Linked DNA regions of Mus musculus: regions 1, 2, 4, 5, 6 and 7 are each linked to region 3. Evidence: chromatin contacts called from public HiChIP or PLAC-seq and promoter capture Hi-C data. All regions are on one chromosome and are shown on one strand. Each heading gives the region's core, a stretch centred on a gene start, on an enhancer-like site or on the middle of the called end of the contact. The rest is flanking DNA. Distances are from core to core; before and after follow the strand shown.

Evidence for each region. Promoter capture Hi-C pulls out the DNA fragments that hold promoters and counts their contacts. HiChIP or PLAC-seq counts read pairs in DNA pulled down with a chosen protein or histone mark.
Region 1: a contact with region 3 is called in a promoter capture Hi-C map of pre-B cells, with 3 times the contacts expected there. The contact joins the promoter of Dnlz here to the promoter of Brd3os in region 3. A contact is called at or near these places in 5 of 39 promoter capture datasets (hematopoietic stem and progenitor cells, hippocampal neurons, liver and 1 more).
Region 2: an H3K27ac HiChIP or PLAC-seq map of embryonic stem cells shows a contact between it and region 3, with 4 times the contacts expected there. The contact joins the enhancer-like site here to the promoter of Brd3os in region 3. A contact is called at or near these places in 5 of 39 promoter capture datasets (embryonic stem cells, hippocampal neurons, liver and 1 more) and 4 of 115 datasets of contacts at active chromatin or transcription factors (embryonic forebrain, embryonic stem cells and forebrain).
Region 4: a contact with region 3 is called in a promoter capture Hi-C map of hippocampal neurons, with 2.3 times the contacts expected there. The contact joins the promoter of Gpsm1 here to the promoter of Brd3os in region 3. A contact is called at or near these places in 3 of 39 promoter capture datasets (hippocampal neurons, liver and pre-B cells).
Region 5: a contact with region 3 is called in a promoter capture Hi-C map of liver, with 4 times the contacts expected there. The contact joins the promoter of Gfi1b here to the promoter of Brd3os in region 3. A contact is called at or near these places in 3 of 39 promoter capture datasets (hippocampal neurons and liver).
Region 6: a contact with region 3 is called in a promoter capture Hi-C map of hippocampal neurons, with 5 times the contacts expected there. The contact joins the promoter of Tsc1 here to the promoter of Brd3os in region 3. A contact is called at or near these places in 5 of 39 promoter capture datasets (hippocampal neurons, liver, neutrophils and 2 more) and 1 of 115 datasets of contacts at active chromatin or transcription factors (astrocytes).
Region 7: a contact with region 3 is called in a promoter capture Hi-C map of hippocampal neurons, with 7 times the contacts expected there. The contact joins the promoter of Gtf3c5 here to the promoter of Brd3os in region 3. A contact is called at or near these places in 12 of 39 promoter capture datasets (the C10 cell line, cranial neural crest, embryonic stem cells and 7 more) and 1 of 115 datasets of contacts at active chromatin or transcription factors (astrocytes).

What each region holds. Positions count from the first base shown.
Region 1 is chr2:26,350,727-26,353,559 of GRCm38.p6, forward strand. Dnlz (DNL-type zinc finger) reads right to left here and starts at 1,384. Exons shown (of 3, transcript NM_026828.3): 1 at 1,047-1,384; 2 at 609-748. The coding sequence starts at 1,286. It overlaps Card9 (caspase recruitment domain family, member 9), which reads right to left. Exons shown (of 13, transcript NM_001037747.3): 11 at 2,215-2,288; 12 at 1,759-1,835; 13 at 1,461-1,685. The coding sequence ends at 1,586.
Region 2 is chr2:28,517,099-28,519,829 of GRCm38.p6, forward strand. It overlaps a transcript of Ralgds not described here. Among named protein-coding and RNA genes, the nearest start is that of Ralgds, 15 kb to the right of the region's middle. Within about 2 kb of position 1,408, at least 227 of the 459 cell types and tissues checked have an H3K27ac peak or open chromatin away from gene starts, as enhancers often do. A contact at or near this core is called in embryonic stem cells, hippocampal neurons and liver, where this site is marked.
Region 3 is chr2:27,440,846-27,443,823 of GRCm38.p6, forward strand. It overlaps Brd3os (bromodomain containing 3, opposite strand), which reads left to right and starts at 1,591. Exons shown (of 2, transcript NM_001360791.1): 1 at 1,591-1,969; 2 at 2,083-2,978. The coding sequence starts at 2,538. The coding sequence ends at 2,792.
Region 4 is chr2:26,314,028-26,316,945 of GRCm38.p6, forward strand. Gpsm1 (G-protein signalling modulator 1 (AGS3-like, C. elegans)) reads left to right here and starts at 1,506. Exons shown (of 14, transcript NM_153410.5): 1 at 1,506-1,693. The coding sequence starts at 1,626. It overlaps Gm52505 (a long non-coding RNA gene), which reads right to left. Exons shown (of 2, transcript XR_003953775.1): 2 at 1,322-2,399.
Region 5 is chr2:28,620,344-28,623,315 of GRCm38.p6, forward strand. Gfi1b (growth factor independent 1B) reads right to left here and starts at 1,639. Exons shown (of 7, transcript NM_008114.3): 1 at 1,506-1,639. It overlaps Gm52548 (a long non-coding RNA gene), which reads left to right. Exons shown (of 2, transcript XR_003954006.1): 1 at 1-569; 2 at 910-1,860.
Region 6 is chr2:28,639,964-28,642,946 of GRCm38.p6, forward strand. Tsc1 (TSC complex subunit 1) reads left to right here and starts at 1,270. Exons shown (of 23, transcript NM_022887.4): 1 at 1,270-1,327.
Region 7 is chr2:28,581,822-28,584,541 of GRCm38.p6, forward strand. It overlaps Gtf3c5 (general transcription factor IIIC, polypeptide 5), which reads right to left and starts at 1,458. Exons shown (of 12, transcript NM_148928.3): 1 at 1,004-1,458. The coding sequence starts at 1,156.

The DNA of each region.
Region 1 (2,833 bases), core at 134-2,633, 1.1 Mb before region 3:
ATCTCTCTCGTACAGTGTACCACCAAGGGCCGTGGCCCTGCCTCTCACCAGGTAACACCCATCCCTGCATTTCAGTCTTGTCCCTACATATCAGAGCTGAGATTTCTCTGCAGTCCAGGTCTAAGAGGCGAACCCTAGAGACCCAAGGCCTGCACACTTATCACAGGCTATCTCCTCTGTGGCTCTGCCCTTACTCCTGCCACTGATCCCTCCTCATAGAACATTAAGAAGGCATCAGGCACAGCCTCCAAACTGACTCCTGGCCCTCCCCACTGCTCTCCCAAAAGTGGGAACACCACTGAAGGCTGCCCCAGTCCATAATCTGACACATACCCTTCCATCTGCCCTGAGTTGGCAGAGGACAAAAAGCCTCCACTAGAGATTGATAAGGCCCCTGGCGAGATCAGAGGTCAGGCAGTGACAGAGGTAGAGCCATAGAACTAGTTTGCCATATTTGGGGCCATTCATGGTTCATCTGAAGTTCAAATTCAACTGCTTCCAGGTCCACGTGGAAGCTGGGCTGTCCAGGTAGAGAGATCCAGGCAATGGATCCAGGCTCACACAGGGCCACAATCTTACTGTCTCCTACCCCTCCCAGCTGGCCTCACCTCTTCCCCTTCAGGTCAGAGAACCAGCTTAGGTTGTCTGCGATGATGTGGTGGTTCTGGCAACCAGGGCAAGTCACGATGACCACGCCCTGGTGATAGGCCAACTTTGAGATGCGCTTGGATGACCGAGTCCCACAGACCTAGCTGGGTTAGAGAGGTGGTCAGGCAAGGCATACACAGGAAAGTCTCTCCCAAGGTCTAACTCCATCCCGAGGGACAGCCTCAACCCTTTCTCTGATGATCCCACCTAGGCGACGGCGTCATTTCTAGACGCCTGTCTCCTGATAACCCAACCTAGAAGGCCCTGTGCCTCATTCCCACCCAGCCATTTGTAAAGACTCCGCCTCCTCCCTGGTCCGAAGGATACTTCCACGTTTCTGCCAGGACCCTACACCAACAGGAAACCAGCCAGCACCAGGTGTTGCCGACAGCGCCCACCTTGCAGGTGTAGACGAGTTGATAGTGGTCCGCTTCCACGCGCCCCAGCGCCGCCGCACGCCCTGATCCCGGCGCGGAGCTCGAGCTCCGCCAGCCCGAGGCCCAGCCCCAGGCCCAGCCCCGAAGTCTCTCCGCGGTCTTTAGGCGAGCCCCCAAATCCCAAAGCCGCCGCGGTCCGGAATCCCGGGTCCGCACACTACGAAGTAGTGTCGGCATGCGGCTCAGCGCTGTCCGCAACATCCCGCCTGCGAATCCTTAGCCACCTTTTCTTGCACCGCCCCGTGAAGCTGCGTCGACCATTTTGGTAACGGGCGCAGCGGCCGGAAGCGGCCCTCTTCGGCTTCCATCCGCCACCGGTGCACTGCTTTCTGTTGCCCCCTGGTGTCGCCCCGCTTGCATATCCAACCAACAGGCTCAGCTCGGTGATTATTTTATTTAGTTGCATTTTCTAATTCTAATACAGTAAAAAAAAAAAAAAAAAAAAAAAAACCGCAGCATCCTTTCACAATTCCACAGATGCTCAGCCTCGGCGCGGTTCGCTAGGAGCCCTCGGTGTCGGTGTTGTCGCTGCCTGTCGTATTCCCGCGATCCCCTTCTCCCTGCCGCCAGCTGTTCTGCATCTTGCGGAGCGCCCGCTTCCTGTGGGGCCCGCAGTGTGAGCAGGTAGGCACAGGTGTCCCACCCGCCAGCCGTCCTGCCCGCCGCCCCACACCTGCGGTAGTTCTCGAAGCTCTCCTTGAGGCGCCGCCGCTCCTTCTCCGGGGGCTCGCTGCTGCTGGGCCCCATGCCCTAGAGAAGGAACGGGGCCGGCAGCTGGACAACGGGGCGGGCAGCTGGACACCGTGGCCTTACCACGGCAGCCCTGGGACTCCAGCAGGTGTGGAGCATAGCTAGCTGGCCGTGGGGTCTGCTGGACTCCGAGATGACTGAGCGTGGGGTGACAACCCCTTTGTAGCCAGGTGAGTGGAAGACTTCTTTGCAGTGAACAGCAGTATGGGTGTCCTTACATTGTCCCCTCCCCTGTCCAACCACCCCACTATCCAAATGTTACATCCTACCCATACACTACCAAAGACCTTGTGATCCCCAGCTGTCCAGTGGCGTCACCCTCCTCCCCAGGATCAGCCATGTAGTAACCAGGGCTCTTGGGAACCCCAATCAGCCTTACATGGGTCAGTGAAAGATGCTCCTTGTTCAGAGCCATAAAGGGCTGCTCTGGGCTCTCCCTGTCTGCCAGTACACCTGAAAGGAAGATCTGTGCTTATGGGGGCCCCATCTGGTATGGCCACCTCCCTCTGCAAACAGCCCAACTAGCATTAGCCTAGGTCAGCCTTACGGGCTGGGACCTTTGCATGAGTCCAGTGGGGACTGCATTTCACAGAAACAGGCTGAGCCCTTGACTGCTACATCAACAGGGCTCCTACCATCAGTCACCCATACCGCCCAAGCTGACTGTCACCAAACACAAGGACAGATGGCTAGGAAAGACTCCAGGTCCCCATGATTATTTGCGAATGCATGCCCCAGTCCATGTCCCTTTTAGCTTGGCAACATTTTTGTGTCTAGTGGTTCCCATGGGTGGTGTGGGGGCAGCCTCAGTGGAGAGCTCAGGGCATCGGGGGCCTGGGTTAGTGCAAGTACACCATATTAATTAGAAGAATAATCATTCCAGGTAGCCAGAGCCAGCATGCCCCAGGTCCTGGGCAAACCAAGGCTCAAGCCTCTAGGTAGAAGATGTGCAGGGAAGGCTATGAACATCAAGAAACAATTATATCCAAGGAGGGCTC
Region 2 (2,731 bases), core at 158-2,657, 1.1 Mb after region 3:
GTGTGAGAGAGAGAGAGAGAGAGAGAGAGAGAGAGAGTGTGTGAGAGTGAGAGAGTGAGCCCTGACCTGACCCCATCCCAGTCTAGCCTTGTGTTGCCTGGATCTGCAGGACCCAAGGGCTTTTGGAAGGACACAGCTGAGCCTGTGAGGAGGGTTATAGGGAAGGCCAGGTTCCTTAGGATCTGGCAGAATTTCACCTGTGTAGGAAGGCTTGAAGGCCACCAATGGTAGCACCAGCAGGTGGCGCTGTAACCTCTGGTGTGGAAGTTCAGTACTGCACTGCCCTGTCCCGAGTTTCCACAAAAGCTCATCTGGTTGCCAGGAGACAAAGCAAACTGTAAACAGGTCAGGAGTCATCCTTGGTGACACACACTGAAGGAAATCAGAATGAGAGCAGGCGAGCAGCAGGGTGTTGCTGGTAACCACTGAGGAGACCTCAGCTTCTCCCCCACCCCCTCTCCCCAACACACACACCTTGGGGCCTGGACTTTGCCTCCCTCTGGCTCGTCACCAGTAAGTTGCCTTGGCCTACTGCAGTTTCCAGACAGCTCCCCTACCTATTACCACAGGCCACAAGAAGTAGTTTTAGGGAAAGGTGAGCTGCTTATACAACACATGGCTGGCAGGGACCTTAGCCTTAGCCTGTCCCAGAGGAGGCATGTCTACCCAGCATGGCCTGCTGCCAACACTGGTTGGCTGGGCATGGGGACAACCCCTGGTTGGGTAATGGCAAGCCCCAGGTGACACTCCTTTACAGACAAGCCAGGGAGGGGCCAGGCACCAGGGCTAGGGCGGAGAATGCCTTCCAGTTATACTGGGCTTCTAGTGGTCAGAGCCCTGTCAAGGCAGGAAGAGCCTGAGTTGGTGGTTAGCAGGAATGGAGATGCAAACCAAGCTAGACAGATTTTTTTCATCCCCCTGACTCTAATGAGGGCCTCAACTCTGCTTTCTGTGTTGGGTCTTGAACCTCAAGAGAATCCTCTCTTAGAGGGTCACGGGGTGGTGCACGACTGCAATCCCAGCTGAGGCAGGAGAATTATGAGTTCAAGGTCATCCTGAGGTACACTGTGAGACCTGAATCCCCTACACACACACCCCCAAACTGAGTCTTAGAGGCATAGTACTTTCTTGGATAGGTGGCTTCCTTGTAGGCAAAGGTAGGTTTGGGGAGCCTCCAGGGCCCCTTACAGGTAGCTGAGACAGCCTGAGGAGGTAGAGATGGGAAGGAATGTGGCATCTCCATAAAAATGACAAGTCCCAGAAGAAGGGAGAGTTCCCATGGCAACCTAGTACAGTTGCTTAGCAACCATAGTCCCCCAAAATACCTGCAGGAAGACTCCCGGCTAGGGGCTTTCCCACCGCCTGTGTGTGGCTCTTAGCTCTGAGTGGTTACCTCCTGTGGTTGATCCACCCACACCTCCATATAGGGCCTAGCAGCCCACAGCCCCAGGATCCTTACTGAGAGAAACCCCAGTCTACTCCCTCTTCCTATTACCCCAAGCTGCAGCTGCCTACCATCAGGCCAGTCCCTTAGCAACCAATGCCATTTTCTAGATATCCGAGTGACAATTGGACAGTGGTAGAATGTCAGAAAGATTCAGAATCAGCTGTACAGTCAATTGTAGCCTGGTGCCGGCCATTCCAGAGGGACAGGCACGATGTTTTAACAACACAAATACCCTGTAGCCCCGGACTCCCTAGTCCTGGGGCACGGCAGCATCCCAGGTGTGGCAAAGACCAAGAGTCCCCTGGAGCTCCTGGAATACAAGGCTGTGGTCTCAAACCAACTTTGAGACTAACTAGCCGGCTGACCACAGCATAATTCCTCTTGACCTGTTTCTCCATCTCTGGCTCATCTGTCCCTTTCCCTGTGTGCTCACCACTTTAAACATCAATACTGCCCCGTAAGTTATGTCACGTTTGGGGACTTGCATGGGATGTGGGAAATCGGGCCCAGGGCCTGCACGTGGCTGAGTCTGCCTGCCTCCGCTGGTAGATTCCAGGGTTTGAGGTTGAGGTAACTGGATTCCAGCACACAGTCTGGGCAGCTGGACACTGGGCTTGAGGTTTTAGTATTAAATATCCTGAAATGATTGCTAAGCCAGTCAGTGTTTTTTCGTTTGTTTGTATATTTTTTAGAACAATATCACCATGTAGATCAGGCTGGCCTTGAACTCATAGAGATCTGCCTGCCCCTACCTCCTACGTTCTGGGATAAAGGTGCATGCTACCATCCTTCAGAACCTGTCTGTGTTCTCTCTCCTTCCCCTTTCCCTTTCTCCAAGGAAATTCCCACTCCTGGCCTCCCTGCAAGGGAATAGGTAACTATAGATCCCCTTAGGTGCTGCTATGTTCATTTGTGGAGCCCAACCCTGTGCTGGAAGAAGGCTGTTCAGGGACACAGTCTAGCAAGAGGTGGCCTCTGGCTACCTCCTGGACTGGCCTTGTAGCCCTGCCCTTAGACTGGGTGCATAATTAAGGAGCTGAGGCTTCTTGCTCTTGCGGGGCTGGGTGAGAGGACTGAGTCCTCTCCCTGCTCGCCTCCTCTGAGTTGAAACCCAGAGTCTGTTCCCCTGAAGAGGGCTGAGCCGTTGCCCTTGAGCACTGCCCAAGGCCCTTTATTGCCAAAGGAGATGAGGAGAGGTGGGCCTGTGTAACCTACCTCCTCTTCTGTCTCTTCCCGGATTCCATCCTGACCCTAGAGGTGACATGTCCCAAGAGACTGGGGGTA
Region 3 (2,978 bases), core at 341-2,840:
TGGTTTTGTTTTGGGGCTGTCCATGGTGTCAATATTCTTTTTTCTTTTCTCTCTCTTATCTTTTTGAGATAAGGTCTTGCTAGGTAGCCTTGGTTGATCTGAAACTCATTGACTAGACTAAGCTGGCCTCAAACTCAGAGATCTGCCTGCCTCTGCCTCGAAAATTCCTGCCACCACCATCCCACCCTGCTCCTTTTCCAACACCCACTGATGTCAATATTCTTAACTGGCATCGGACTAAAGTGTGAAAATAGAACTTATGCAGAAAAATGATGGACACGGGGTCACAGTGTTTGGTCGGGTGTAATAGGAGTGTATGCTGAATTTTCCTGGGGCTTTAGGACAATTCAAATGAGCAGTATGTGGAATGGCGGAATTTCGCAGCTACTTTTGAAATGATGCATCCCACACCACATTAAATAAATTGAAAACAAATGTGCCCATCATCTGAGTGGGATGTCAATAATAACAGCAATAGGTCTGAGAAGGAAACTGCACAAAGAAAATAAGGACTGAAGACAAAGCTTAGCCTTAGAGCACTTGCCTAACATGCCCAAGGCCGTGGCGTCAAACTCCAGACCACAAAAGCTCCAACCCAAACATAAAATTAATCCCAGCACTGTGGGAAGCAGAGGCAGGTGGATTTCTGAGTTCGAGGCCAGCCTGGTCTACAAAGTGAGTTCCAGGGCAGCCAGGGCTATACAGAGAAACTCTGTCTCGAAAAAACAAAAAAAGAAAGAAAGAAAGAGAGAGACGGAGGGAGGGAGGGAGGGAGGGAGGGAGGGAGGGAGGGAGAGAGAGAGAGAGAGAGAGAGAGAGAGAGAGAGAGAGAGAGAGAGAGAAAGAAAGAAAGAAAGAAAGAAAGAAAGAAAGAAAGAAAGAAAGAAAGAAAGAAAGAAAGAAAGAAAGAAAACCTCAGAAACCATGTTAGGATCGAGAACTGGGAAGGTGCCTAATGCTAACTCCTAATCCCTCTTCAGCATCTCCTCCAGGTTTCCTAGCCGCTCCTCACCCTCCATGCTCCTCCTTACAATGCCCCCAAGCTCTTCTCCCCAGCTCTTAGCCCCATCTCCCTCCCAGTCCTGACTCCAGAGTGTCTTCCCCAGGCTCCTTTTCTATCCTGGCTTCTCCCTTTGTGTTTACCACCCCCTCCACTCTGCAATGCCCACTCTGCTTCCCCCAAACGCCTCTTCTTCCTCTGCCTCTTCAGGCTCCTCCTCTCAATCCTCATCCTCTCCTCCCTAGCTCTGTCTTCTCCTAGCATTCCTTTCATGCTCCCCCCTCCAGAGCCTCCCCATCTCCTAGATTCTTCCCCCACTACACACTCCCAAATTTCTCGGGATCCTCCTCTCTCTCCACTCTCTCCTTATCCTGGATCTCGCTCTGCCTCTTTCTCCGGCTCCTCCTCTCTTCAAGCTCCTCCCCTCTCCCTTTTCTCTGGATCTCCTCCTCCCCCTATTCTCTCCGCCCCCTAACCTAAGTTCTCTCCAAGCTCCCCCTCCCACTCCAGTCCTTCCCCTTTCCTTCCCCACCGCCCTCTGGACGCTCCTCCTCTCCCTCTAGGTCTTTGGCCCCGCCCACAGAATGATCGATGTGTCCGTCTGCAGGCTGGTCCTCGGTGCTCGGCTCGCCACGCCTGCGACGCTGCCATGGAGACGTAGCCGCGGCCTCCTGGCTCTGCCCGGGACCTGGATCCCTTGCGTCAGCAGGCCCACGCGTGTCCGCGAGCGCCGGTGGCAAAGTCTGCTTCGCTGGAGCATCCGGGCAAGCGGTGACTTTGCTGGCCGCTGGGGCGTAGGGCTCGCATCCTTCCTCCTTCCAGTAGCTCTCTACTCCATAGCTGAGGACCGCTTCTCTCACCAGCGGAGAGGAGACCCTGGGACCGCCAACCGTCTGTGGGTTATTAAGGGACCTGCGATTGTCCATCCGCCTCATCCTTCCGCTCAGCTCAGCTCAGCAAGCTGCATCCGTGAGTAACCTCGCTTGAACACTCTGGCCCATAGAGGCTGCTCCTGGTGGTGAGGCCCATGCTGGGCCTGTCCCCGACTCCCCTCCCCTTCCGACAGTTTCTTCCCTTTGTAGTGTCACCCTTGGTAAGAGTGGAAGACTGGCTAGAAGAAAGGACCTGAACCAACGCTTAGTCCACATCCCCATTGTGTTTTGAGCGGGGTGGACAGGCCAGCCCCTGCTGCAGACACCCTGGATACATCTCTTTGAGCTCAGCAGTATTGCAGCGGCAGTGGACACCTGATAAGCTTCCCAGGAGTGGTGTGGAGTCACTGTCAACACTAGAGCACTTTGTCTGGAATGGCTCTCACGTGGCTCCTGAATGGTCAGAGATGTGTCTTGGATTCTCCTGCCCTCCTGAGGATCTTGCCTATGGAAGGTCTAAGTTACCTACTTTCACTATTAAGTTGAACAAGGACTCCCAAACCCAACAGCCATCAAGGTTGTTGGCCAACTAGTTACAAAGCACAGCAGCCGGCTGTTCCTGGCCTAGGAGGAAAGCCAGGTGTGCAGGACGCTGGGCCTGTGGGATGAGTGGGCGAGTCCCGCTGGCAGAAAAGGCCCTGTCAGAATCCTATGCCCGCCTCCGGTACAGGGATACGTCCTTGCTCATTTGGCAACAAGAGCAGCAGAAGTTGGAGTCTGTACCACCTAGTACATACCTGAGCAGAAGCCGCAGCATGTGGTACTCCCAGTATGGAAATGAGGCCATCTTAGTTCGAGACAAAAACCAGCTTGGGGTCTCTAGGGACACTGGCCAGTCTAAGTTTTGCTCAATCATGTAATTCCAGGGAGAAGACCCTTGATGGCCATGAAGATCAAGCCGTGGTATAAAAACGCAACACCCAAGAATGTCATCCAACACTTTATTAGGGGCACAACAGGTACCTAGATGCTCCTCTCACTGCCCAAGCCCAGGAAATGCTTCCAAACAAAAGGGAAGCAAGAGAGACACACACCCCGACCCTCAC
Region 4 (2,918 bases), core at 256-2,755, 1.1 Mb before region 3:
AGCTGACTCGCAACCTGTGGCCCTCTTCCTGACTCAAGGAAGAAGCAAATTTGTCCCCAGTAGAATGTTGTGGGCCTAACAACAGAACCCTGTAACATCACATATGGGGCTCATTGGTTTGGTCCTTGGCAAAGCTGGGGGCCCGCAGGGGCTTGTATTGCTGCAGTATGTCTCTAAGGGCCTCCTAAAACCAAGGCCTGGGAATCTAAGCCCAGTCTGACACCAAGTGGGTCATAGCAGCCTCCATGTGTATGTTGTATCCTTTGAAGGCAACCAGGAAGCGCCTGCATTCCAGAGCCAGGGTCTGCTAGGGACCAGGCCCGAGACTTCAGCAAACGTGGGTGGTGCCTGGCCAGCCATAACACACACTCTGCCTTAGCCAAGAGAGAGCAAGCCCTGGCTCCTGTGGTCTTAGGGGGAGGTGTGGGGACAGCAGCAAGCTTGCGCCTCGCCCCAGGCACAGATGGTTCTCATTGCTCGCTCCTGCTCCTTCCTAGGAAAACAAACTAGCTCAGGGCCAACAGCCCAGTTTTATCTTGTGTTTGTTTTTGTTGCCATTTTTCTCCGCCTGAAGCCACTGTACTGTGGGCTGCGTCTGCAGGGTCTGTCTGGGGTGACCTTGGCATGGTGTCCCTCTTCAGACCAGGGTCCAGGGGTGCAGAAAAACTGCCAAGGACACTGCCATAGTCTGCACCCTGACATGTTCCTGTTCCACTGAGGGTCACAGCTACGTTTTCAAGAAGATTTAGAGTGGCCTGGAGAGAAGAGCAGAGACCTGGGTGAGTCCCAATGGAACTGGCTGTCCAGATGGTGCCCTGTGGCTGGCTGGGGGTTGGCTGAGGTGAAGGCTCCAAGGCTACTCAAGTTGGATGAAGAAAGATCACTCCGAGGTTCAGATCCTCAGGGTCCTGGGAGAACTCAGAGGAGGGTAGGCAGATGAATGAGCAACGGCCAGCCTCCCACGTGGGCTCCTGGTGTTCTTCCAGTATGTTTTCCAAACGCTTGCATTTCACAGATGAAATTCAACATGAAATCTGGTGGTGAAAGCCCTAGGAAGGTAGAGACTTGCCTAGGGCTGGACAGCATCCTCCCACCCTGACTCCATCTAGGAAGACCTGTTTTCTCCTTAGCCCCAGGAGCATCTGCATGGCCTGTACCCCACAAGAGGTGACAGGAAAGGAACAGGATGTGTGTGTGACAGCAAACTCTCGTGTGTGTGTGTGTGTGTGTGTGTGTGTGTGTGTGTGTGTGTGTGTGTAAGAAAAAGCACTAAACTCCAGGCTTAGCAGGGCTTCCCCCCCAAAGAAAAGGAAACACAGCATTGTCCACACTAGAGCAGGACTCTCCTTGCACTGGACCTCAAAGACAGAGCCCCGCCCACCCCACGGTAGGCGGGACCGCCGCAGTGGTGGCCGGTGGGCGCCTGCCCCTCCCCACCCTCCCTCCGCCTGGCGGCGGTGACATCACAGCTCTGGCGGGAGGGGCGGCGGCACCCCAGCACATCACTTCCTCGGCGTCTCCCGCGGACGCGCGGACAGGCGGACGGACGCGCGGACAGGCGGGCAGATCGGCAGGCGGACGGCCGCAGAGCGGGGCGGTGCTCCTGCTCGGCGCGTCCCCGACTCATGGCGAGCCCGGCCCCGCCCGTGGCCGAGGAGCTCCCGGGCCCGGCCTCCAGGCGCCTCTACTCCAGGTAGTTCAAGGACCGGGATGGGAACGGGGACCTGAGCGGCAGACGCGGGCGGGAGGCTGCCGGCCCAGAACAAAGGCTGCTGCGGCGACGCGCAACGTGGCCGGGGACGCGCCTCCCTGGATCTGCGTAGGGAGCGGTGGGGGCGCGGGGCCCAGGGCCCAAAGATCAGTTTCGCGGTAGAGGGGTTGGGACTGGGTTCTGCCTGCAACCCTGTCCTGATGCCAAAAGGGCTTACGGGGCGGGCACTCCACCACCCGGCTCTGCGGGACCCTGAGTAGCATGGATGCCAGTCTTCGTTATCTGGAGTTCTCTTCTCAAGCCTGACACTGCCGTGACCCGGTGTTGGTGTAGCATGGCCACGACCCAGGCTGTCATGATGGGGCCCTGCCTTCACTAGCTATCCCCAGCCCTAGGCCAGAAGGAGCTGGGCCTGAGCCAGGCAAGTGGGTGTGTGCTTCCCTACAAAGGCATTTGCCTTCCAGGCAGGTTCACAGGTGATCGAGCGGTCTGTGCTGTGTGCCCGCCCACTGGGAATGACAGGATAGTCCTGCCCCTGGCTCCATGCCTCCCTGGTGACTCCCTTTTGATGGATGAGGGTGTTCTCCGGTGAGATGCTGATCCCAGAAGTGGACCAGAGCTGTCAGTTCACTCTGGCTTCAGGTTGAGCTGGACCGGCCTGAGTTCTGGGCAGGGGCTGTCATCAGACCTAAAGGAAGGCCCAGCATCCTTCAGTTAGCTTCTGGCCCCCACCTCGTCTAGCCCTTCCCCATATCTGGGGTCTCCCTGTTAGGGGTCAACCCTGAAGAAATCTACTCAAGTGGGGTGGTTCATCAGCTAGCCAAGCTCTGCCTAGTACCCCCAAAGAGCAAAATGAGGGCTTGGTGCCTGGCGAACAGATCCTTGCCGTCCCGTTCTAATACAGTGTTCTAATGCTGCAGCTCAGAGACAGTGTCCCCATTGTGTGGTGTTGAAGATCATGCCTGAGCCCCACACCCTCCTCCAAGTTCTAGTGCAAGGGTAAGAGGTTTGCTAGCAGCTTCTTGGAGTCCCCTGGGAGCAGAGGCTCTGTGGGGTCACATTTAACTCAGGGCCAGCCACCCCTGTGAGAAGGAGGTGTCTACTAGGCAGACTGCAACGTGTGTGTGCATGTGCGTGTGCGTGTGTGTATGTATGTGTGTGCGAGTGCTCGCATGTAAGAGAGGGAGGTGGACATTCAGAGCACAGG
Region 5 (2,972 bases), core at 389-2,888, 1.2 Mb after region 3:
AAAGTGAGTTCCAGGACATCCAGGGCTACACAGAGAAACCCTGTCTCGACCCCCCCCCCAAAAAAAAAAACAGAAAGGAGAGATTAAAAAAATAATGAAAGAAAAGAAGAAAGGACTGGGGATGTAGCTCAGGACACAGTGACAGAGGGTGGAGGCAGAAGGATCAGAAATTAAGTTTTTGTTTGTTCATTTGTTTGTTGTTTGGTTGATTTTTTTTTTGTTGTTGTTGTTGTTGTTTTTTTACTATGTAGTGAGAAAGGAGAGAAGGAAGGAGTCGGGACCAGAGTGTACGTCCCATGCCCATGCCGAAGAACACCACGTAACTCAAAAGCAAAAAAAAAAAAAAAAAAAAAGGTCAGTTCTATGGACTTGTTTTACCACAATGGAAACAAAACTGGGCAAACAGCCCCCACACTCCCCACGGCCGGCTGGGACTGACACCAGAAAGGATTCAATGCAAACGCCTTCAGACGGAGGAGTCTCCTGCTATTTCTGCCTGCGAGCAGGCTCTGTGCCCCGGTGAAGGGAGACCTGGGACCTGCACCCACCTTTTTGAAGTTCTGGGAATGGTGAGCACCACTGGGGCGATTCCATCAGACCTAAATCATCCAGAGCCACCCAACTCCCCGAGGGACTTTCTACAGGTTGACCCCCAAATCAAAATGTTACCCCTCTCCTGATGGAGGGCTTTGCAGACTTGGAAGAGCACAGGTGGATAGGCACAGCTCTGCCAGTACCCAGGCTGTCCAACTCCACAGCTAGGGTGACTTGGCTTTCCCCACAGTAGTCTCATAAAAATGCTGGCTTTCCCAGGACCCAGTCACAGACCACAGCATCCATCCGTGGGCATCTCTGCAATGAGCCCTGTTTTCTAAGAAAACCACAACTCAAACTCACCTTTTCCTCTAGGTGAGAAGAGCTACAGATGCTCAAGGAGCCAAGAGCCTTTGGCAGTGCCTCCCCTCCATCATCCTGTGGTCTGCCTCACCTTGTCATTTCCCTTCAGTAAATTCCCAAGGAAAGGGTGTCTGACTCCCCTCCCCGGTGCTTCCAGGAACTTTTGAGAGGGTCATCAGAGCTACCAATCCCTTCTGAGATCCTGGCACAGGGCAGCTCTAGCCCAGGGGGACACCAATTTGGGCTCCTCTGGTGCCCCTAGAAAAGTGCTCTGTGTGTGTGTGTGTGTGTGTGTGTGTGTGTGTGTGTGTGTGTGTGTGTGAAGGGGGGGATTGACTTTGTGTATCTGGGTGAAGCCTAGCCCCCTACAATGAAGTTTCACAGAATTCGCAGGAGGAAAGCTCGGTGTTTGCGCTATCTTGGGGTATCGGGACTGGTCCATGTTCCTTCCTTCTTCTCTCCCCTGGTGATGAGCACTGCATCCAGAAGAGAGACTACCACAGTATTCTTCCTCTCACCTTAAAGGGAAGCAGACACCCTCCCTGCCTTGGGCACCCAGGACGAACTTTTCAGCGGAGCCCAGCCAGCACGGGTCTGGCAGCACTCACCGTCAGGGAGCTGTCCCTCTTCTGAGTTCTGCCCGAGAGCCACGAACCTCCACACTGTCCCTGGGGACTGCTCTCGGCTCGGTCAACGTTATGAGTCTCTGCACAGACAGACACTTCTCCTTTTCGTTTCTGTGTTTCCCGCCCCCCTTCTGTTCCCCTCCCTGATTTTCAATCTGATTATTTGTGTCAAAATCTGGCGGCTGCAGCGTCAGCCAATGACCAGAGCGCGAAAGTGCAGCCACATTTGCTTATCAAAACTTCACAGAAGCTTCTAACCCACTGGAAATTTCTCCAGAAACTTTCAGTAGCATTTGGGTGAAAGAGAGTGGCTAACTTATTAAAATGTAAAAGTCTAGCATTGACTTACAGTCCCTCATCCTTGCTTTAGATTTTATTTCTTTCCCTTCCTTCTTTCCCTCCCTTCCCCCTCTTCCCCTTTTCTCTTCTTTCCCCATCCATCTTCCTTTTCTTCCCCCTCTCCTTCCTCTCCTCCTCCTCTCTCCTCTTTTTCTCCCTTCTTCCTCTTGCTTCTCCTCTCCTAGATTCCACCATCACACACTTTCTCGCTGAGGCATTAGAGGGGCCCCTGTGTTTAAAGCTCTTGGATCCTGGGCCAGTACAGATCACTCTTAACCAACAGGATTCTGTCTCCCACTGAGCTCATTCTTAAAAAAAAAAAAAAATGGAGTTTCCCCCAGACAACCACAGACCAGCAGAACCACAAATAGACAGAGTAGAAGAACAACAAAAAAAGCAAGGTAGTGAATTTGGGGGCCTTGGAACCTGTACCTGGCAAAGTTCAAGTACAGATTGAATACCCAAGTACCACGGCCGGCGTGTGCTGCCATCTAGTGGCAGCATGAGAGACAGAGAGGTCAATGGGGGCCCCTCTGGGTACCCAGGCCAGCGCAGGGCATTTCACCCCATTTGAGCAGAGCCCCATTCCCTGGTCCCCACTTTCTTTTCCCTGCTCTGCCCCTTGGCCTCCTCCCGTTTGGGGATGACTGATTTATTCCAGGAAGTTTTGCATACAGAGAGAACTCCACCAAACAGCACTGTTAGCTGATTTGCATGCTCTTGCAGCCAGGACTGGAGAGATTACATTTCCCCCATAAAGAAAACAAACACGGGACAGGAAGCCCCGATTGAAACTGCAAGTCCAATGTTCAAAGTGTAGAGAAAAGAGATGTTTCGTTTGAGGCCTTTCTGCTGAGGGGGCTAACCCTGTGGCAGCGGCCGGAGGTCACAACAGACTCCCCAAGGGGACACAGGTCCAGACTGGTGGCCACAGATAGGAGACAGCTACACCCAGCCCTTGTTCTCTCTCTCTCTCTCTCTCTCTCTCTCTCTCTTTCGAGACAGGGTTTCTCTGTGTAGCCTTGATTGTCCTGGAACTCCCTCTATAGAACAGGCTGGCCTCGAACTCAGAAATTCGCCTGCCTCTACCTCCCAAGTGCTGGGATTAAA
Region 6 (2,983 bases), core at 20-2,519, 1.2 Mb after region 3:
AGTCCTAGTTCCCAAGAAGGCCAGGCGAGGGCGCCATCTCCTCGAACTGGAGTTATAGGTAGTTGGGAGCTGCTGCCATTTGGGTTCTGGGAACCTAACCCTGGTCCTCTGTAAGAGCAACAAATGCTCTTAACGGCAAGGCCATTTCTCTAGCTTCCGCTTATCATCTTTCACTGGGTCTTATTATATAAGTTTAAGTATAATAAAACCCCAAACTCCAACCCAAACCAAAAAACAACAAAATACAGCAACAACAAACCAAAACAAAAAATACACAATGCCAGGTGGTGGTGGTGGTTGTGGCGGCGGCTGCTGGGGCAGCTGCGGCGGTGAACACCTTTAAAGCTAGCACCTTTAAAGCTAGGCAGAGGCAGAAGACTCTCTTGACTTCCAGGCCAGCCTGGGCTACAGAGCAAGTTCCAGGATGGGCAAAGCATAAAGAGAAACTTTGTCTTGGAAAACCTTAATAAATACATAATTAATTAAAAAAATAATACAAATAAGGAAAATAACAGCAAATGAAAACTATATACATTCTGATATCCCTCTAAAAAGCTTTGCACCACAGCCGGCAAGGTTTGAAAAGACTTGACACCTTGTCATGGCATGCAAGTAAATCAAGGTATTCTGACTTTACAACATAAACTGCATCCTCTGACTAAGGCTGGCCTCTACATGTCACTCCACAGACTCTTCTGCAAAGGAAAAAGTGGTGGTGGGGGAAAGCCCCATCCTTTTTGCTGCAATTGACAGGCTGTCCATCCAAGGGGATCCCAGAGGCTCATTTGGAAATAGGAACGCCTACAGGGAGACCCCAAAGGTGGCAGGTGTGCCAAAGACAGAGGGACCTGGCTCGAAAGGGCCAGCGCTCTCCACTGAGCCTAGCCCTGCCAGCTTGTTTTTGACTGTGCTTGTTCCGAGCGCGCGCCTCCTGTCACCATCACGTGGCCGCCCCTCCCCACCCCACCCCTCGGCCGGTCTCGTGGCTCCGCCCTCTGCGCCGGGACTTCTTTCGGCCTCCTTCAGAGTCACAAGATCTCTCAGTGGGCTCCCACCTTCACGATCCTTCCGCCGTCCCCGCCTCCACATTAAAATCTCTTTCGGTTTTATTTATCTCGGCCAGCTTGTATCGTCATAAGTGGTATATCCTGTCCTGTCTGGAGAGGCTGAGACTCTGGCCATCTGGCATTAGGCTCGGAGCGTAGTAGAGACCCGAATAGGGACTCTTTTTCATAGCGGAGGCCCCCGCCGCTCGAGACGCTTCACGCCAGGGGGAGGTGCTGCGCGTCCAAGATGGCGGCGCCCTGTAGGCTGGAGGGACTGTGAGGTAAACAGCTGAGGGGGAGGAGACGGTGGGTGAGTACGGGGGGTGTTTCCCCTTCTTTTCCTTGTGGGCTTTTCGGGGCAGCTCTGGCAGCGTGACCTCACGCTGTGGGGCGCTGCGGAGCGCGTTAGCCGAGTCGGGGGTCCGGGGAAGGGGGTTCGGGGAGCTTCTTCCTCGCCCTCATCGCGCGCTGGCTCCGGCAGGGCTCGGCTTGGGCTGCTGGGGCCCCGGGGAGCTGAGGCGGGCCTGCTCCGTCCGATGGCATGGCTGGCTGCAGCTCCGGGCCCGAGGTGGCCCCGCTAACCCGCCCCCCTCGCTTGCTGCGGTGACAGGCTCCCGCGGGGGTGCGCCGCGCAGGTCAGAGACCCCGGGCCCGGCACGGGGACCCGGGGGTGGGGTCGCGGCTCGAGCCTCTACTGCAGCCGCCGGGGCTGGGGGTGGAGAATGAATGAAGGCCGCCTGTGGGCACTGGAGGCTGCCCGGCGCCCGCCGTCTCGGGGAGAGTGTGCACGGCCGAGTGCTTGGCTCTGGGTGTACTTGTGGGTGTTTAATTGATGCTGGAAGACAGTTACCTCCAAGTCGGCAGAGGTGCTCGTTAGCGACAGCTACCTGCCCAGCCACTGCTGAACGCTCATTCATTCATTTGAGGACCTGGAGGACCCACTGCCTGCGGTCCCAGACACCTTTTTTAGAACCCAAGCACTTTCTTTGTGTTGTGGGTTAGAAGAGTTTGGCTTCTCGCGTGTTGGATTTGGAATGAGAGAGACGTGGGGATGGCGTGGAGTGTGGTCGGCCAGTAATCGCAACTATCGTTTTTTTTTGTTTTTTTTTTTGTTTTTTTTTTGTTTTTTGTTTTTTGGAGAGGGGGAATAGGGGGTGCCTGTGTGACCGAGCACTATTGAAAGTGCTTGGTAGCCATCCTGTCTTTGGTTCTGGACAAAGGAGAAGCAGTCTGCAGCCTTTCTAAATGAAGAAACTGAGGCCTGGAGAGAGTGGAATAATTTGCCCAAGGTCACACCCCCCTATTCTGAGACAGCACTGGAATTGAAGTCCGACTGGTTCCATTTGTCTGTTATTTGATTAAAGGTGGCCTATTATTAAGTGAGTGTAGTTAATCATTTGGCCAAGGTAGGGATATGTGTGTGTGTGTGTGTGTGTGTGTGTGTGTGTGTGGTGAGAGATTTTGAACAGGGTGCATTTGGTTTGTATGTCTTAAGCTTTTGTTTCTTACAGCACGGTGTATTTGGTAATCCAAATTTGGTTACAAAGTATTTTGTATTTTTCCATAAAACCGGTGGTATTCACTGAAAAAAAAAAGGCTGAAATCCTTACTTAAGAAAACGAATATGGAATTAGCACTTCACTTTACGTATTGTAAGCTGTAAAAGTACTAAAATAGACTAATGCTCTTCTGAGATATTTTGATTTATAACTTTAGGATCAAGTTGGAGTCATCTGCATTCAAACAGGCTGGGGAAGCGCAGTGGTAAATTCTAGGAAGCTTCACAGAGCCTAATCTTCTGGGAGCCTTTGATTTACTGAGCAACCCACCTGTGATTTTTAACTTGAGCGTCGCTGAATAAACCTGGGATATGCAAATAGGAAAACTGATTTAGAGTTTTGTAAGGAAATGCCCCTTTAACAGTCATACATCAGGCA
Region 7 (2,720 bases), core at 208-2,707, 1.1 Mb after region 3:
ATTAGGACTTAACCAAATACTTGATAAATTTTTATAAAATGGGGAATCTGTACAGATATTAGTACAGAGGTAAACAAGAGAGATCCTAGCTCGGTTTACAGCCCCAGGGCCAAGTAATAAATGTAATACATGAACAGGTAATACATGTATCAAACTGAAATCTGAGTGGAATTATCAACGGAAGGAGCCAGAATCTGCTTATGCTAAGATGTTCAGGGAAATCATTTCTAAAGAAACAATTCCAAGATTCCACAGAGCATCACTTTAGGTCCACTACTTGTTGTGTGGTTATGTGGCCTGTTTACTTGTAAAATGCAGATGTTGTCAGTTCCGGCCCTGGGGATTGAAAGGACTGTGGCATGTTAAAAAATAAATAAATAAAAATTAAAAAATGCCGGCCCGTGGTGGCGCACGCCTTTAATCCCAGCACTCGGGAGGCAGAGGCAGGCGGATTTCTAGTTCGAGGCCAGCCTGGTCTACAGAGTTCCAGTACAGCCAGGGCTGTAAGAGAAACCCTGTCTCAGGAAAAAAAAAAAAAAAAAGCCGGGCAGTGGTGGCACACGCCTTTAATCCCAGCACTTGGGAAGCAGAGGCAGGCGGATTTCTGAGTTCGAGGTCAGCCTGGGCTACACAGAGAAACCCTGTCTCGAAAAAACCAAGGGGGGGCGGGAGAGCACTTTGTACGTGCTAACCACATAATACAACGCCGGCGAATTGTGTCACTTTTAGTTTCAACTACAGGTGGTGGAAAAGTTCTCTTTCCTCCCGTGCCTCGGTTTTCTGCCGAGAGCAATAAGGTCAGAGCAGCTCACTGTCCTGGGATAGATGCCAAGCATGCTACTCACATTTGGGGACAGAAAGAAAATACCGCCTAGTTCACAACAGGTCCTAGAGCTTGCCTAAACTCTCCGTTGCCACGGAAACCGCTCTCCCGCCCGGTGGTCCCGCCCATTCAGTAGACACGATTCCTTTCCCGCGGTCCCGGAGTTTCCCAGCTCCTTACTCGAGAGACGCTTTCCTCGCCGCCCAGGGTCTGTAGCATCTTGGCCTCGTTACGTACTACGCCCGGGTACTCCACGCACACCAAGCGCCGTTCCCGCCGCAGGTCCACAGGGATGGCGGCCTTCGGGTCCGCATCCGGCTCCGCCGCCGCCATGCCTACTAGTCTGGTTCCAGCCCGCCGCGGTCCGTTCTCAAATGGCTCCGCGAGGCCTCACCTCAAAGGTTCCGCGAAGGAATTGTTCCGGTCCTCCTTACCTTTCTCGTCTCCTTAAATCATGGAGACTCGAAGGCCTCCAGGAAGAAGTGCGTCGCCGCAACTGTTTATTTTGCTACACCACACAGAACTGGGGGCTTTTTAATTTAAAATGAAGAGGGTTGGACAAAGGGGCGAGACGAGGGCGTATCCCACCAGCCGACCCAACCAAGACAAGCCAGGATTCGACCGGGTTTTTCCGGATATCCCGTCCAATGAGAGCTTGAAGACGTGCCCCAGGCGTCCTCTGGCCCGCCTCTCATCCCTGAGCTGGTTTTCGGCTGTCAAAGAAAAAGCAGTCCACTGAGTCCTCTTAGCCTTGCTCCTGTGTGCATGTATTTAGGGCTGAGTGCAACTGTAAATTAACAAATTGATAACTTCTTATCATCACACCTCTGTGAGTTTAATACACAAGCTTCAAAGCCTTTGTTGTCATCTTGCAGAGATGACAGTAAAATATTAGATGCACATCGCATCCCATATTAGGATGTACGCACAGCATGCTTAGCAAAATTTGCAACATAGGCTACTCACCTGTTGGTTCTGTGAGGGTCTGATTAGATAGGTAAGTCTGCTGAACTCGGTGCTTCTACCTCTGAATGAGAAGAAGTTCGGTTCCTGAACCTACAAAGCTGCTTCTAAGCTACATGGAGCCTCGGTAAACCCCTCATCCAATGTAGCAACACTCTCAATATTCAGCTGTCATCTCTTCTCCTTATGATATAAACATGATCTTAGAAAGCGATCTCACGTTGTTCCTGTTCTCAGCGGGACCCTCACCCCTCTTTCCCCCCACCACCTAGCTGTCAGCTTCTCTTCATCACTTAGGTTTATGTATAGGCTTTATCTCCCCTGGGGATCCACCATGATAACCTAAACCTAGTCTGCTGATTTCCTTGGTGCACTCGGCACTCAGACGCACACATCGGGGAGCACAGCCTTATTTGCTTAATGCTGGCCTTGCTTTACTGTGTTGGCAGCTTCCTAAAGGTAAGTATTGCTTTGCTGCGGACCTCTCAGACCTGAACACGGGGGTAGACACAGAGTATACATTCACTAAAGATGTTGTGAGCCAGTGAATGAATGAGGCGACACTTTCATGACTCATTCAATCCAGGCCTAGATCGACACGTGGCCACAGAACACTGAATCAATCTCATTCTAGAGAGGCATGTCCGTATGTGAACAGGAACCACGGAGAAGGGCAGGAGGGGAGACAAAGACAAGGACCAACCTGAGGTCCTCAGGCCAAGCTTCTGAGAGAAAGAGACTTGGTCCTGCCTGGGATCCAAGCCAGATCTGGCGCACAGACCCTCACAAACAAAAACTTACCTATCTAATCAGACCCTTCAGACTGGAAGCTGAGAAGAGCCAAAAGGATCAGGCAGCTAATGAAAGCAGTGTCCACACATTTAGCATTTAGGAAATGCAGTCTCCTGCATGCCTGGGTCTGTGGGGAGTGGAT